Regions from separate parts of the Gossypium hirsutum genome. Here region 2 is linked to region 1. Evidence: chromatin contacts called from public Hi-C data. All regions are on one chromosome and are shown on one strand. The core of a region is the stretch at or near the end of the contact, and the rest is flanking DNA. Distances in the headings are between cores, read along the strand shown. Region 1 holds the start of LOC107959803 (ABC transporter B family member 15). Region 2 has its middle 34 kb from the start of LOC107961456.

What was found. A called contact is a pair of places that touch in the nucleus more often than the background predicts.
Region 2: a contact with region 1 is called in a Hi-C map of leaf, with 2.8 times the contacts expected there. The contact joins the enhancer-like site here to the promoter of LOC107959803 in region 1. A contact is called at or near these places in 11 of 34 Hi-C or Micro-C datasets (anther, cotyledon, fibers and 3 more).

The regions. Positions count from the first base shown.
Region 1 is chrA05:100,313,973-100,320,998 of Gossypium_hirsutum_v2.1, forward strand. LOC107959803 (ABC transporter B family member 15) reads right to left here and starts at 3,338. Exons shown (of 7, transcript XM_016895958.2): 1 at 2,455-3,338; 2 at 1,172-1,226; 3 at 892-1,070; 4 at 352-809; 5 at 1-212. The coding sequence starts at 2,679.
Region 2 is chrA05:100,356,706-100,363,731 of Gossypium_hirsutum_v2.1, forward strand. No RefSeq gene overlaps it. Among protein-coding and RNA genes, the nearest start is that of LOC107961456, 34 kb to the right of the region's middle. Within about 2 kb of position 3,291, at least 5 of the 9 cell types and tissues checked have an H3K27ac peak or open chromatin away from gene starts, as enhancers often do. A contact at or near this core is called in cotyledon, fibers and leaf, where this site is marked.

The DNA of each region.
Region 1 (7,026 bases), core at 2,088-4,587:
ATAAATCTTTGAAAACCATGGTGTCAGGCCTTGATGGATATGCAAAGTCAACATGCCTAAATTCAACTGCTCCTGTAACTTTTTCCAAAATTTCTCCTTCCAAATTGTCAGAATCAATATTGGGGACTCTTTTCATTACTTCCATAATCCGTTCCCCAGCTGCACATGCTTCAGAGAAATACTTGAGGTTGGATAGACTGGCCCCTAATGATCTGATCATCACCAAAATCCAAAAAATATTACGTGTTTGAATTTTTTATTTCTTTTTATATATATATATTATATATATATAGCAAATATACATATAGATTCATGTACACATTCAATGTGGAAAAGTTTGAAGGAAATTACAGGCCCCCCATGGCAATGGCGGCAGCAACAATGAAAACAGTCCCTCCTGGAGCGTCATGATACATAACCATCCTACTGCCATAATACGACATGAAAGACCAAGTGGCAAAAACAATCCCATTGCTTCCAATCGCAAGACCTTTAGCCAAGCCTTGTCTTAATCCCAACTTCACGGACACTTGTAAAGCTGCTGAGAATTCTGCAATGGTTTTACTCTCACCAACAAAGGAATAAACTGTTCTTATAGAAGATATTGCCTGTTCTGCTATAGTTCCAGCCTTATTGTACTCCTCACTTATCTTTCTAGCTATTCCTATCAACCCTCTTCCATACATTAGACCAGGAATCACCAAAACAACAGCAAAAGGAAACCCCACTATTGCTAGTCTCCATAGCATTATGAATGCTACCATGTAACACCCAACAAATATTGCAACATTCATCAGAAAATTTGGCACCTGCATGACATGATCACCCATTAGTAGTAATTAAATTACTCGTTTTTAGTCAAGAGATTACATACGATTTGCAAGAAGGAACCTTTTCACTGAGAACATCTTGGATTACTAGACTATCATTTGAAACACTGGTGATAACTTCAGCTGTGCTTGTAACGTGCAAATCAAAGTATCCCACATCTTGTCTTAAGATAGCTTTCAAATACCCGGCTCTCATTCTTGTCGCTTGTCTCTCACCTGTTCTTGACCAACAAAATCCTTCTGAAAAATGACAAAAGAAAAGCACATACAAAAAAAAATCATTAACTATGCCTCCATTAACCATTCCTTCAAGCCATTGAATGCTATGAATTTAAACTTACCTAGAAAACAAGCAACCCAAGACCCGCAAGCCAAATACAATAAAGCCATTGAATTCTGTCACCCATAAAACCAAATCATGTTAGGTAGAAACATAGGCGAAGTCAAATATTTTGTTTACGGAGGGCGGAATTAAAAACAATTGTACAACAATTATATATATACATAATCCATTATCCATTATCCATTATATCTAAATTTAAATCAAAATTAAGTTTTTATGTTATATTATTTGCCTAATTTGATGGCTCAAGTTTAATAGATTTTTTTTTTAAAATTTAGATTTTTTTTAATTTTAAAATCTCTTTTATTTTTTAATTAAAATTTTTTGACATCATTCCAACTATATTAATTAAAAAAAAATTCTTTCACTATCTAAATATGTTCTATATCTTTAAATATGTTTTAACTCATTTTATAGAAAGCACTAAGGACGAAGCTAGAAATTTGTTGTTAGTAGGTCAAAATAAAGTTGTAATAGTTTGGGGGGCCAAAAATGTAAAAAAAAAAACTTTAAAAAGGCTTCAATTTAATATTTTATAAATGAAAAGGAACTAAAATAGTATTATACCAATTATCTAGGGGCCAAGGCTGCTTCCCTGAAAAGCACCATATTTAAATATTATATAGTATTTAAATTACTAATATTATATAAAATCTTGGAATAATTTTTTTCGATTTTAAAATATTATAAATTATGTTTCGCGTTACTATCTTAATTTTTTTATAACTATTGAAGTCTCAACATTTAAGAAATTATAATAAAATTATTCAATATTATGATATAAAAACATGAAATGATTTTAATTTAGAAAAAGTGAAATAAGTAATCTTCAATTTATATTAAGAATAAACATAATTTAAGTTTATTATTTTTCATTATGAGCGTAGGATGAAAAATATTACTAACAAAATAACAAGAGTAAATATATATTAATTTGATTAATAAAAATGTAAACAAATTTAAACTAAAAAAGTAATAAGTGATATATATTAAAAGTGTTATGAAAATGAAATTTTAATAGAATTAAATTGAAAAGGGGTAACATATAAATTATAATTTTGAGGGACGAAATCTAAATTTACATGATATAAGAATAATTTAATGTTGCAGTTTTATCCTTGTTTATCTTAAATAGCCTAAACAATAAGAATCGTCTTAAAATTTGGAGGGGGGTTGGGGCCCATGCCTAGCTACTCCCCTTCTTTTTACTGATTTGCATGTATGTGCGTATGCATGTGCCTTTTTTGGAAAAAAAACCAAGAAAAAAAAACGAAGAAAGACCTTGTTTATGTTATGAATGAACATGTCTGCAGTGAAAGCTGAAGAATCACCAAGATTGTTCATCAACTTGCTAGTAACAAGCAATACAAGAGGTGTACAAAAACCATCACCAACGGCTCCGATGAAGCCAAGAGTCATCAACCACATATCTACATCATCCGCATGCATGAAAATTGACCTTATGGATCCGTTTATCTTCTTCTGTTTCTCCTTCTCATTACCCATTTTGAGAAGAAAATAAAAACAGCACCCAAAGAATCTGTAAACCACTTAGGGTAGCACCGGGTGTTTCGTGTTTTTTGTTTGTTGTTGTTTTCTTTGCTTGCCTCCAAAAATAGTTGTCTTTTAAGACAAGTGAGAAGAGAAACAAGTGACAGGGTGATGCTTTTGGCTAAGTATTAAGAAACAAACATGAGAAATGTCTTGTATATATAGCTATTCTTCGTGTTGTGTGGCTTAGAGTTGGTAGTGAAGAGTAAACCACTGAAAGGAAAAATAATAATAATAAAGGGTTTATTTATATGGTTACTAAAATAGTAAAAAAAAAAGAAAGTAAATAGACCACGGATGTTGAAACAGCAAACCGTCCACTAATTGGACCAGATTAACTTGGATCGGACCAAAAAAGCCCACTTTTAAAAACTCTAAGCTAGCCCAGCCTAAATTAGTTAAAGCAAATGAAACAAAAAAGCCCTAGTCTATCAACACTCAACCCTCTGTTCGCCTCCCCCCCCCTGCTCGCCCTCGCCTACGCAGATCAGTGGTTCGTGGCTTGCCCCTGCCATCATCCGCTGTCATTGTTTTCTAAACCTTTGAGCTTTAAAACAAAGGGAAACTAAACACTAAACATAATATGGAGAATTGAAGAACCCAGGAAATGTGAAAAGGAAAACTATTAGTAGTATAAAACTTGAAAAGTGGGTGCTGCATTTATGGGGCACCTGAAAATGGGAGAAAATAATAATGTTTAGCTCGGTGGAAGATAGCTGTCAACTATTTAACCACTATCTATTTTTAAAATAAAAATATTATTTGACGTCTAATTTTGTGAAAAAAATTATTTTAGTCATATCATTTAATTTTTCTCTTTTAATCTCTCGATTATTATTTTTTGTCAAAACACTCTGAAATAAATAGAAAAGTTAACATATATCAGTTATACTGATTTGAAATCCACGTGGCAGTTCACATGCATGTTAATAATGATTAAAAAAATTAAAATTTAAAAAATATTTAAAACTATTTAAAATTCAAGAAAATAATAGAAAATTATTAAAATTATTTTGAGAATTCAAAAAAATGTTAAAAATACAAAAACAATAAAAAAATTTATTTAAAATTTATAGCAAATTATAAAACTATAAAATTTATTTAAAAAACAAGGCAAAAAAATCCAAAACATAGGAGAATAAGATGTCTCTGATGACATTTTGTAACCTTTCAAATTATTTAATACTCATTTTGTAATATTTGAAATTGAATGATCAAGATGTAAATTTATTGATTTTAATGACCTTAGGTACAATTTATCAGATTTAATTTCAGAAATTATTTTTATTAAGTTTTTATAAATCGTTTATTTAAATTATAATCGAAGTTTAAGAGAATTATGAATGGCGAATATCCAAATCAACAGCGATCCGAATCCTATATGATAGCATCGAAATCATAATCTAAAACCTTTTTCCTCGTAACACTTAAAGAGGACCAAATCAGTGGCAGGAAGTTGAATAGGGATGACATTTGTTGCAATTGAAGTTTGGAGACTCTTGTGCTGACATCGCAGGAGAGTTGAAAGAGTTGCATATGTCGTTTTATTTAGAGATATTCAAATGGTCGGTTCGATTAATATTCGAATCGAATTATTATTAATTAAATTATTTGAAATATAAAAATTGTTAACCCTTAATCGAATCAAAACTTTTTAAAATATTTTAACTAAATTGAAATATTTCGATTAATTCGATCGGTTAATTGAATTAACCAGAATTTATATGTTTTTGTCTTTTGATTAAAACAAGTATAAACATTAAAAAAAATACATTGCTAAATGTTCATTTTCTTTTATTTAATAGTTCAAAAAACTTTAAATAGAGATGAAAATAACAAATAATAATTTAGAAACACTACATAAGTCTTGAAATTCAGTTAATTATCCGTTGAAAATGACAAATAAGACATTAGTAATTACTCGGTTTTAAATTGAATTAATTGATAATCGAAATTTCAAAAAATTATTAATTGACTTCCAACCGAATTAAATTCGACTACCGACTGATTAACCAAATTAGATCGATTAATTCAATTTTACCATATTGGGAACACCCTTAATTGTATCTGTGGAGGAGAATAAGCGTTTAACGAGGTTTCCACCCAACATCGAAAGCAATAACAATGGTAATCATCAACTTTTGCTTGATCAAATTGATCTAACCAAAGTTTTGACCAACCAAGAGTGACCAATAAAATTTAGTTTAAGATTTAAGTATTTAGCATTTCTAACAAAAATAGTGTTGAGAAGTTAAAATGGCTATTTTAAAAAAAATGTAAATTAAAAAAAATGCATTTAAATGATATACAAATTTGTTAATATTAAGATATATGAAATGTATCAACTTAACTTATAAAAATTTTTATTGCAATGCATTATTAATAATTTTATATATAAAATATGAATTGAAATACTTTTAAGCAAATAATATATTTTTTTTGTAAAATTTAATTTGAATATAAGCTATATTTCAAATATTAAAATCACATATAAATATAATTATTCCCAATTCAAATATATTATGATATATATTTGAAATATATTTCGCAATGAAAATAATTTATATCTAATATAATTATTACAATAAATTACAATAAATGATAAATGAAAGCATTATATATTATATTATATATATATTTAATGTTTCTAATTTTTAAAAGGGGAGTAAATATTTCAACAAAATTCTTCAAAAGGAATTTAATAATAAGACATATAGTTTTTTTTATAACATATTATAATATTTTTACCCTTTTAATATATATATATACATATATATATATAAAGATAAAATGGTAATTTAATATAGTGAGCAGAACAAATAATTACCATAATTACTATATATCCATAATATAACAACAACAAAAAAATCCACCCCACCCCACATTCACTTTTCAAATAATAAAACCCTTCACCATAGGGAACAAATTGGATGGATTAAAAAAAAAAAACCACCCATCCCTACTTTCACTTTTCAAAAAATAAAAACATTCAGAGCGAATTTGATGGATTCTCATGCCCACTATACCAAAAAAATAAAAAAAAATTCACCCTACCTTACATCCACGTTTCAAAAAATAAAACCTTTCACCATTTAGAGCAAATTGATTTGAAATTCATCGAGTGGTTTAGGTTTTGTCATTGCTAATATTAGAAAAATCATTGATAAAAATAAAAATTTGTTAGTATTAATTAGTTAGAAGTTTCGTAAAAGAATTAAGTATTAAAAAGTAATGGTTTTTTTGAAGAAGAAACACCAAATCTGATTTGAATGACAGATAACACCAAAAAAATAAAAAGATAAATTTAATTGATGACGAAATAATATAATATTATGATTTTTAAAATTTTTTTAAGTTGATTATATTTTGTGAATCCTTCTTGTTTCAAAGAAAATTGGATTTCATCAATAAGTTTTTTTAATATCCTTAAAAGTATTTTATTAATTTAGTGTAAATGTCTTTTTGTTATTTTTAAATTATTACAATCTCAAAATTTACCCTCAATGTTTTGAATTTTTTTCACTTCAGCCTGTAACATTTTTTTTATTTCAATCTCATCTCAATATTGCAAAAAATTTCAAATAAAACCAGAATTAATAAAAATCATTAATTAATTAACAGTCAATAATTTTATTCAACATAATGTGAGAACTCAATTAATGACATTATTGATGTGGCATGCTAAATTAAGATATGCAATAATAGTTGATCGTGTAAATATTTGTTTTAATAGTTTATACAAAGCATGAAGACCCCTCGGAGATTTCAAGTATCGGTCTTAAACATCATAAATGGGCATTCATATAATTTTATTTTTACGAGATTTCTCACAAATTAAACAATATTTTAATTCAGATTAAAATTATATCAATTAATTTTTTATGGCAAAAACATTTTAAAAACAAAAACATTATTTTCACAATTATTAATTATAAAATTATTGTATTTATTTACAAAAACTGCATCGAATATTATGAAGCTAAAGATTTGAAATACCACTATAATGAATTAGTACACAATTCATTATCTGAATTATTGACTAACTATTTTATAGTTATAAACTTTGATTTTGTATAATTTTATACATAAAATTTTGATTTGATTTAATTTTTATAAATCATTAACAAAAGTATCAAGTTAGCACTATTTTATGTTGATATATTGCATAATCAAACAATTATATTAAATCCAATATAAAAATAAATGCATGTATTCATTTATTTGAATGTGTACAATTGAATCAAAATAAAAGTTTTGTGTATATATATGAACCACAATTCAAATTTCAAGTGTATAATTATA
Region 2 (7,026 bases), core at 2,041-4,540, 43 kb after region 1:
GATCACACATTGTTAATTGATAATAGAAATAATGAGGTGACCTTTTCTTAACTGATATAATTACATATTTAGTCCTCAATACTTACATATTATATAAATTTGATCCTAATAATAAATAATTCAATAAATTTAACCTTTCAAATTTACAAATTTTATCAATTTGATCCTCAAACATCCTAACCAAAACTTTCTACTTTTAAAACAAAATTCTCTTACAGTCCGCAAACAGAAGAAAACATATTTTTTAAAATAATTTTAAAGGAAAATACTATTATTACCCAAACTCGAGATAATTGCCATATATGAATATGTTTAGATGAGTATATTCATTTTTTTCATATATTTGAAACATCATACTTTATATCCATGTTGATTTATTACTAATGCAAACATAAATAATTAAAATGAAATGAAATTCGGAACAACATGCATGCGAACCAGGTCAAGAACATAATTAAATAAAAAAGAAATTCATGGATCAATTATCTTAAAAATTAGTGTTATTGTTATTATTTTATTCCCACGAAAATTTGAAGAAACTGTAGTAAGAGAATTAATAAAACATGAATTAATTGGTATTTGCTATTAAAAAATAAAATTTGGATTGCTTAGGTTGTGCCATGTGAAACAAGGCCACGTCATTTTTTATTAAATAAAATCTGTAAATGTAAAGTGTTAAATTTGTTCAATTATTTAGAATTGAGATCAACTTGATAAAATATATAAGTATTGAAGATTAAATGTATTGTTATACCCGTTAGGAAAAAGCCACACTATTGTTTCCATTATTAATTTAACGGCGAGTGACCAAAATAGAAATAAATGCAATCGTTAGTACCTAAATTGAAAATTTGTAAAATTGAGTGACCAAAATAGGAACGTGAGCATAGTTAAGTTACAATTTGTATAGTTTGTTCTTTTATTTTAAAGCTTGTAGTTTTATTTATTATTTATCAAATTTTATTTAAGACTTTAAAAAAATTTAGATAATTTTTATTTTAAATAAATCATTATATTTATTTAGTAAATTTTATTTTAAGAATATTTAATTTTATATAGTTTAATAAATATATGAAAAATAAAACACAAAATTTAATTAATAAATAAATACAAATTTAGTATATTTATATTGACTATGAAATTTAATACTTAACATTCATTTTACATATATAATTTAATTTCGTGTTCTTAATGATTATTTTGCATTTTCATTTTATTGCTATAATTGCATTTGAATCCAATTGTATATTCCACTATTTATTTTAATCTCACTGTTATAGTGACTAATGTCATGACCACTACTATTTATAATTTTATTGGACCAATTTTTTCCAGTGCCCATCTTAAGGAAACCTAGGGGGTTTTCCTGCTCAAATTTCTTGGATAACTTGGAGCATTTTGCTGCAACATTTCCATTGTTGTTGGAATTGGGTTTGGAGAAGCTTAACTGGGATGTTGATTCGTTGGATATTCTAGTGTAGGGTTCGATAATGGTTGCGGGAATGGTGACTGGTTTTGATAGATAATATTAGGGGCATGGGTGCATGTAATTCTTTTAGGGATATTGGTGATAACCAAAATAATAATGGTCACTGTAACCAGAATAACCAGCATAATAATCAAATTGACCATATCAAAGCCTGACCTAGTAGTATCCTTGGCCTACTGGTTAATGTTGGTTGCATGCGTTAAATGGAATAGAAGCAACAACTAGGTCGTGTGGTTCTTGGAAATCTTATATGATTCCTTGGTTATACAAGTTAGGGATATTGTCGTTGGGTGGAGGCATAGTTTATTGTTCAAGTTCCAACAAACAACAAACAATGCTAATCATTGATACATAGTGTGCCAAACTATATTAGTAGTAGATCTGGAGAGTTTGGGAAGATGAAAAGATCTAAGAATAACTGAGTAAAGAATTGGTATTTAAAAGTTTTCTTGTTGATTGAGCGATGAAGTAAGCTTATATAAATAAAAAGGTTGATATGGATTCTCTTGGAAAAATGTCCTACTGCGTAGAGTTGGTGATAAGATTACGAAGAGACATGTCCACATTGTGGAGAGTTGAAAGCAGAGTAAAAATTTCATTATGTGTGCTAGAATGTGGCAATGGAGTTTTCAAATGAGTTTTTATGTGATATATGGATGGTTTACGCGGTTTGCACGTAGAAAATAAAAATAAATCCTTAACTAGATAAATTTTTCTCGATCAAAGTGATTGATTTGACGAGATAATAACTTTACATAAAAATATTTTTTTGACCTTAGTTATTTATAACATAATGAATATGTTAGTATGCCTTAAAAGCAATCGGGTTAGACAAAATTAAGAACATTTTCTTTTGTCTTTAATATCAAATAAACAAATAGCTGTTAGGTGCTAACCGAAACATCAAAAGGTTGATAATCTAGCCTTTCGGACAATGTAGCATCACAATTATTGAATGAAAATAATCAGTAGATTGATTAGCTTTGCTCTCTTTTTTCGAGCACGTGTTTGGTGATTCTCGTCTTGTAAATTCGATCGCCATTGAATTAGTAATTATTAGCAATTTTAGCGAGGAATCCCATCAGGCAGATGTATACTAAAGAAGAAAGCAATCGCCACTTTGATGAAATTCACCTTAATGTGCTTTTGAAAGTGGATGTAACTGTCAAAGGCCGAAGAATGGAGGGCAAGTTGACATGGAAGAAAAAGCAGACACTTTTCTCTCCTTGGAGCTTGAATTGATGGATGAAATCATGAAATTTGTTTAGGGAGTGTTTGCATAAATATCTGGCCAAGTTCTTTTGTAAAATTTGGAGATTGGGTATTCGAGAATTCATTGGGTGCGTCATTTTTTTTAATCGTGATAAGGTCAGATTGTCTACTTATAGGCAGAAAAGTGAAAAAGTTAAAAGTCCTATTTATAAGTTATAGCTTCTTTTTGTTATTTTAACAAACAGTTGGTGGGTGGTGGAAGTGATTATGGTGGGTAAGTAGAGATAGTGGTTGTAATTGATATCTTGAAAGCTCTACAATTTCATTCATTTATGAAACATTAATGTAAAAAGAAACTCTGGGTCTTTCTCCAAATCGGAAAAGATTGTGGCAAAAGCTAAGATAGAGGTGTTGTTTTGGATTTGGCAAATGGCGATATAAAAGCTATGGTGGAGCTTCTAGATATGGTTTTCTCAATGGCAAAGTCTAGTCTTGTCCCTTTCTTTGGATTACAACAAAGGGACCCCCCCACCCCACCCCCAACACCACAAGCACTTTAACTGAATTACATTGAACCAAACATCATCCACTCTTCAAACACAGATGGGAGGGAGATCATATCAGATCAGATCAGATCAGCAATGTTTTACTTGGAGTGCTAAAAACAGGTCCGCAACAGTCATTTGCTGCCATTTCTCTTTGCTTCCTATTTAATATCACACTGATTTTCAAGATTCATTAATGTCCAACACTTTGCCAATTTGTTGTCTTGCATCATCATCAAAAAAGGGATGGTCTTATTTCATGTTAGTAGCCTAGTTGAGTCAAGTTTATCTCAAACAAAATGAAATTTGAGTGAATTTTATTTTTAAAATTTGAATTCCATATAACAATTGAACTGCAGAAATTTGTATGATTAAGTTTGCTCAATTTTGTTTACTCAAAAACATTAATTCTCATGTTAGATTTTAAATTCTAGGTTGAAGTATTCTAAGATCAAATTGGGATTTTTCAATATTAATTAAAAGTTTTAAAAAAATATAAATTAAAGTCGTAATCTTTTCATGTTAAATATTAAAATATTTGAATTTAGCTCACTTGATAACTTAAATTATTTAAGCTCAACTCAAAAATAATCTTAACCGAATTTAATTTTTTTCTAAAGAGTACAAACACTAATATTTTATATATTCCTCATATTAATATAATTATCATTAAGAGAAAGTTTTCACCAAATTTAAAACCCAAAATTCATGATAAAAACCAAATTATTTGAGCCAACTTGATTACCTAATAAAAAATAACCTCCATTATCAAGGTTGTTAAGTTTGAATTGAGACTTTTCAATAGTAATAAAAAAAATTATTAGACTCTTAAATCTCTTCATTAAAATATTTGAATTCAATTTATTCCATAGCTCGAATTGATTGAGTTAGATTTAATAATATTTAAATAACTTGTAAGTAAAGATATCTCATTTATACTTAACTCATATAGCCATCGTTAAAAATGAATTTTAACATTAACAACTTTTCCCTTATTTTCAAATTAAAATTTAATATTTAATTACACGAATCATTTTATTAGTTTAAATATGTTAAAGGTTCATGTAATCTTTTAAAATTTGAAAGTTAATTTCTATACTTTATATTTGAGATATTGAGTTTCTATACTTTTTATATTTAAAAATTTTGGCCCTTCCGTCTAATTTTTGTCATTTAAGTTAATGATGCCAAAAGTAAAATAATATTTTTAGCCATCAACATTTACAGTTTTTTTCAATTTGACTCATGCCCTTAAAAAGTATAATAAAAAAATAATAAACTTTAAGGATTTTTTTTTCATATTTTAAATAAAAACATAAAAATTTAAAAAATATAATTAAAAATTCTTTAAAATTCAAAAATAAAAATATAAAAAAATCTAAAATTCTATGTTATCTAAACCAGACTAGACCGACTGGATTGAAAACCAGCTAGGGTATCAGTCTAGTGAGAAGTAAAAATCAGTTGACCCCCGTGAGTCGAGACGAACTAGTTGAACCAAGCTAAAAAAACTAATTGAACTAGCAAGTAAGCTAATTTTGAATTGGTCTGACCAATTGATTCCTAGAGCGACTAGTTTGATTGATTCAAAGAAAAATTATTAAAAATAAAAAATATTAAGAATTATAAAATCAGTTTGACTATCAGTTCAACTAGTTTTTTAGCTTGATTCAACTAGTTTATATCAGTTCACCAGTCAACTGATTTTTACCTCTCATTGAACCGATACTGTTAAAAAATATGAAACTGACAATTTGGTGCTAGAGGAATGTTCACTCCCTGGCCACCAAAACTATGAGAAGATAATTTCCATATTTGAAGAGTTGGCAATTTATTGAATATTGTATATGGGTTATGCTGAGTATATGGATAACATTTAGCTTATTGGAGATTGTATTGGATCGGATTACCCAAGTTAATCCCTAAGATCATGGACATTGGATTGGATTGAAACTCTATTTATTGAGCTTCAAAGAGTCCATATTTATTTTGATTGTTATTATTATATTGTATTTTACTTATCTTATTTGTTAACAAGTCTTGAAATAATTTATATATTTGAGAGACTTGTACATGTGAATGTACTGAGATAATTAAGCATTTAATTTGCTCATGTGATGAACCATTGTGTGGGTGGATTTTGATAGTAAAACATTTGTGTTTTGGTTTTATTTATTGAATTCACAAAGGGTGATTTAGTGATGAGAGTATTAAAGTATTCAAGGTACAAATGTGAGAGAAATTGTCACAGGGTGTGATAGATTAGAATCACTTATTGTAATTATTAAATAGTGTAGATATTTCTTACTAAACTAGGCTCCACAGACGTAGGAAAATTGAACTGCGTAAATAACTTCCTTATTTTGTGTGTTTACTATTTTTAACATTTGGTGGTGAAGAAGTGTCTACTCTTGTCACTTTTTGATTGGTATGGTTTGTTTCTTAGCAAGTATCCAAGCTAACAAATACCCTAACTGATTCTTGGTCCAACTAATTCGGCCTGATTCGATTTAAATAATATTAAATTTTTATATTTTTAAAATATTAAAAATCATTTTCTTTATTTTTTCATAATTTTTTACTCTTTTGAAAAATATTTTTTTGTTTAAAATATAAAAAAATAATTATAATTTAAAAAAATTATTTTACCTTTTTCAAAATACATGGGAAAATTTAGACGACGGACCAAAGCCCATTTTATAATTCTAACTGAAAACACGACATGATTGAAAAGACATCCATAGACATGATTTTGTAATTTTAAATGGCTTGAGTAGGATTAGCATAATATAATTGTGATGACCATGTTTATTTGCTTGCCCTGTTTTGATGTATTACATGAAGAAGAAGGAGAAGAAGTAACAGCTGAAAATACCATTGAATGAAAGTATGAACTATCAATTCGAATTGGGGGATTCTTCAAACTTTTCACAGTTTCCACCATCACCACCTTCCTCAATCACTTTACCATCACATCAGATTCGACACTTCTCACTTGTTTGTCATTAGCCTTTCAATTTTTCTTTTTTTGAATTAATTTTTGTGTTGGTTTAATCTGTAGATTCGAATTATAAGAAAAAAAATAGTAAAATTGGATTTATGGGTAATGCATTGTGCAAAAAGATGGTACTTTTTTAAAGAAAAAAAAATGCTTTGATAGATACCTAGCTTCCAAAAATAGCACTATTTTTTTACTCCCACTTAAACTTTGCATATGTTCTTCCACAGTCGATGCCCAAATCCAGAAACTCCATGTTAAAGATGCTTTTCAATGCTTAAAAGCAAAATCTCTTTAAAGGCAATAATATATTCTACAAAACATAACATTAAATTCAATTTTTATGTATAGTTGGTGTCTTATTCATAATTGAAGCATATGGAATATATTTATCAAAATTTTCTTTAAAGAGCTAACTAAAAAGAAATTTAAATTCAGTTCACATTAGCTGCAAAATGAATTGATTGCGACACTTAATCACATCGTTTACAAGGAAAACACCCTTTGTTCTTAATTTACCGACGTTTATATGAAACATGCCTCTAAAGTTCAACAATTGATGGTGTCAATATGTATTTTCTAATATTGTGTTGATCATAAAAATATATAAAAATGAAAGAGATTGTAAATCAGACAAAGTAAAATTATTTATTATTTTTATTGCTTTTAAAATTTAATGATAAATAAAATAAATAAAGAGTATATATATATATAGGCTTTCATGCAATTAATGAGCCTAAAATATCTCAAAACAAACAACCACTAAATTGATTATTAGCAAC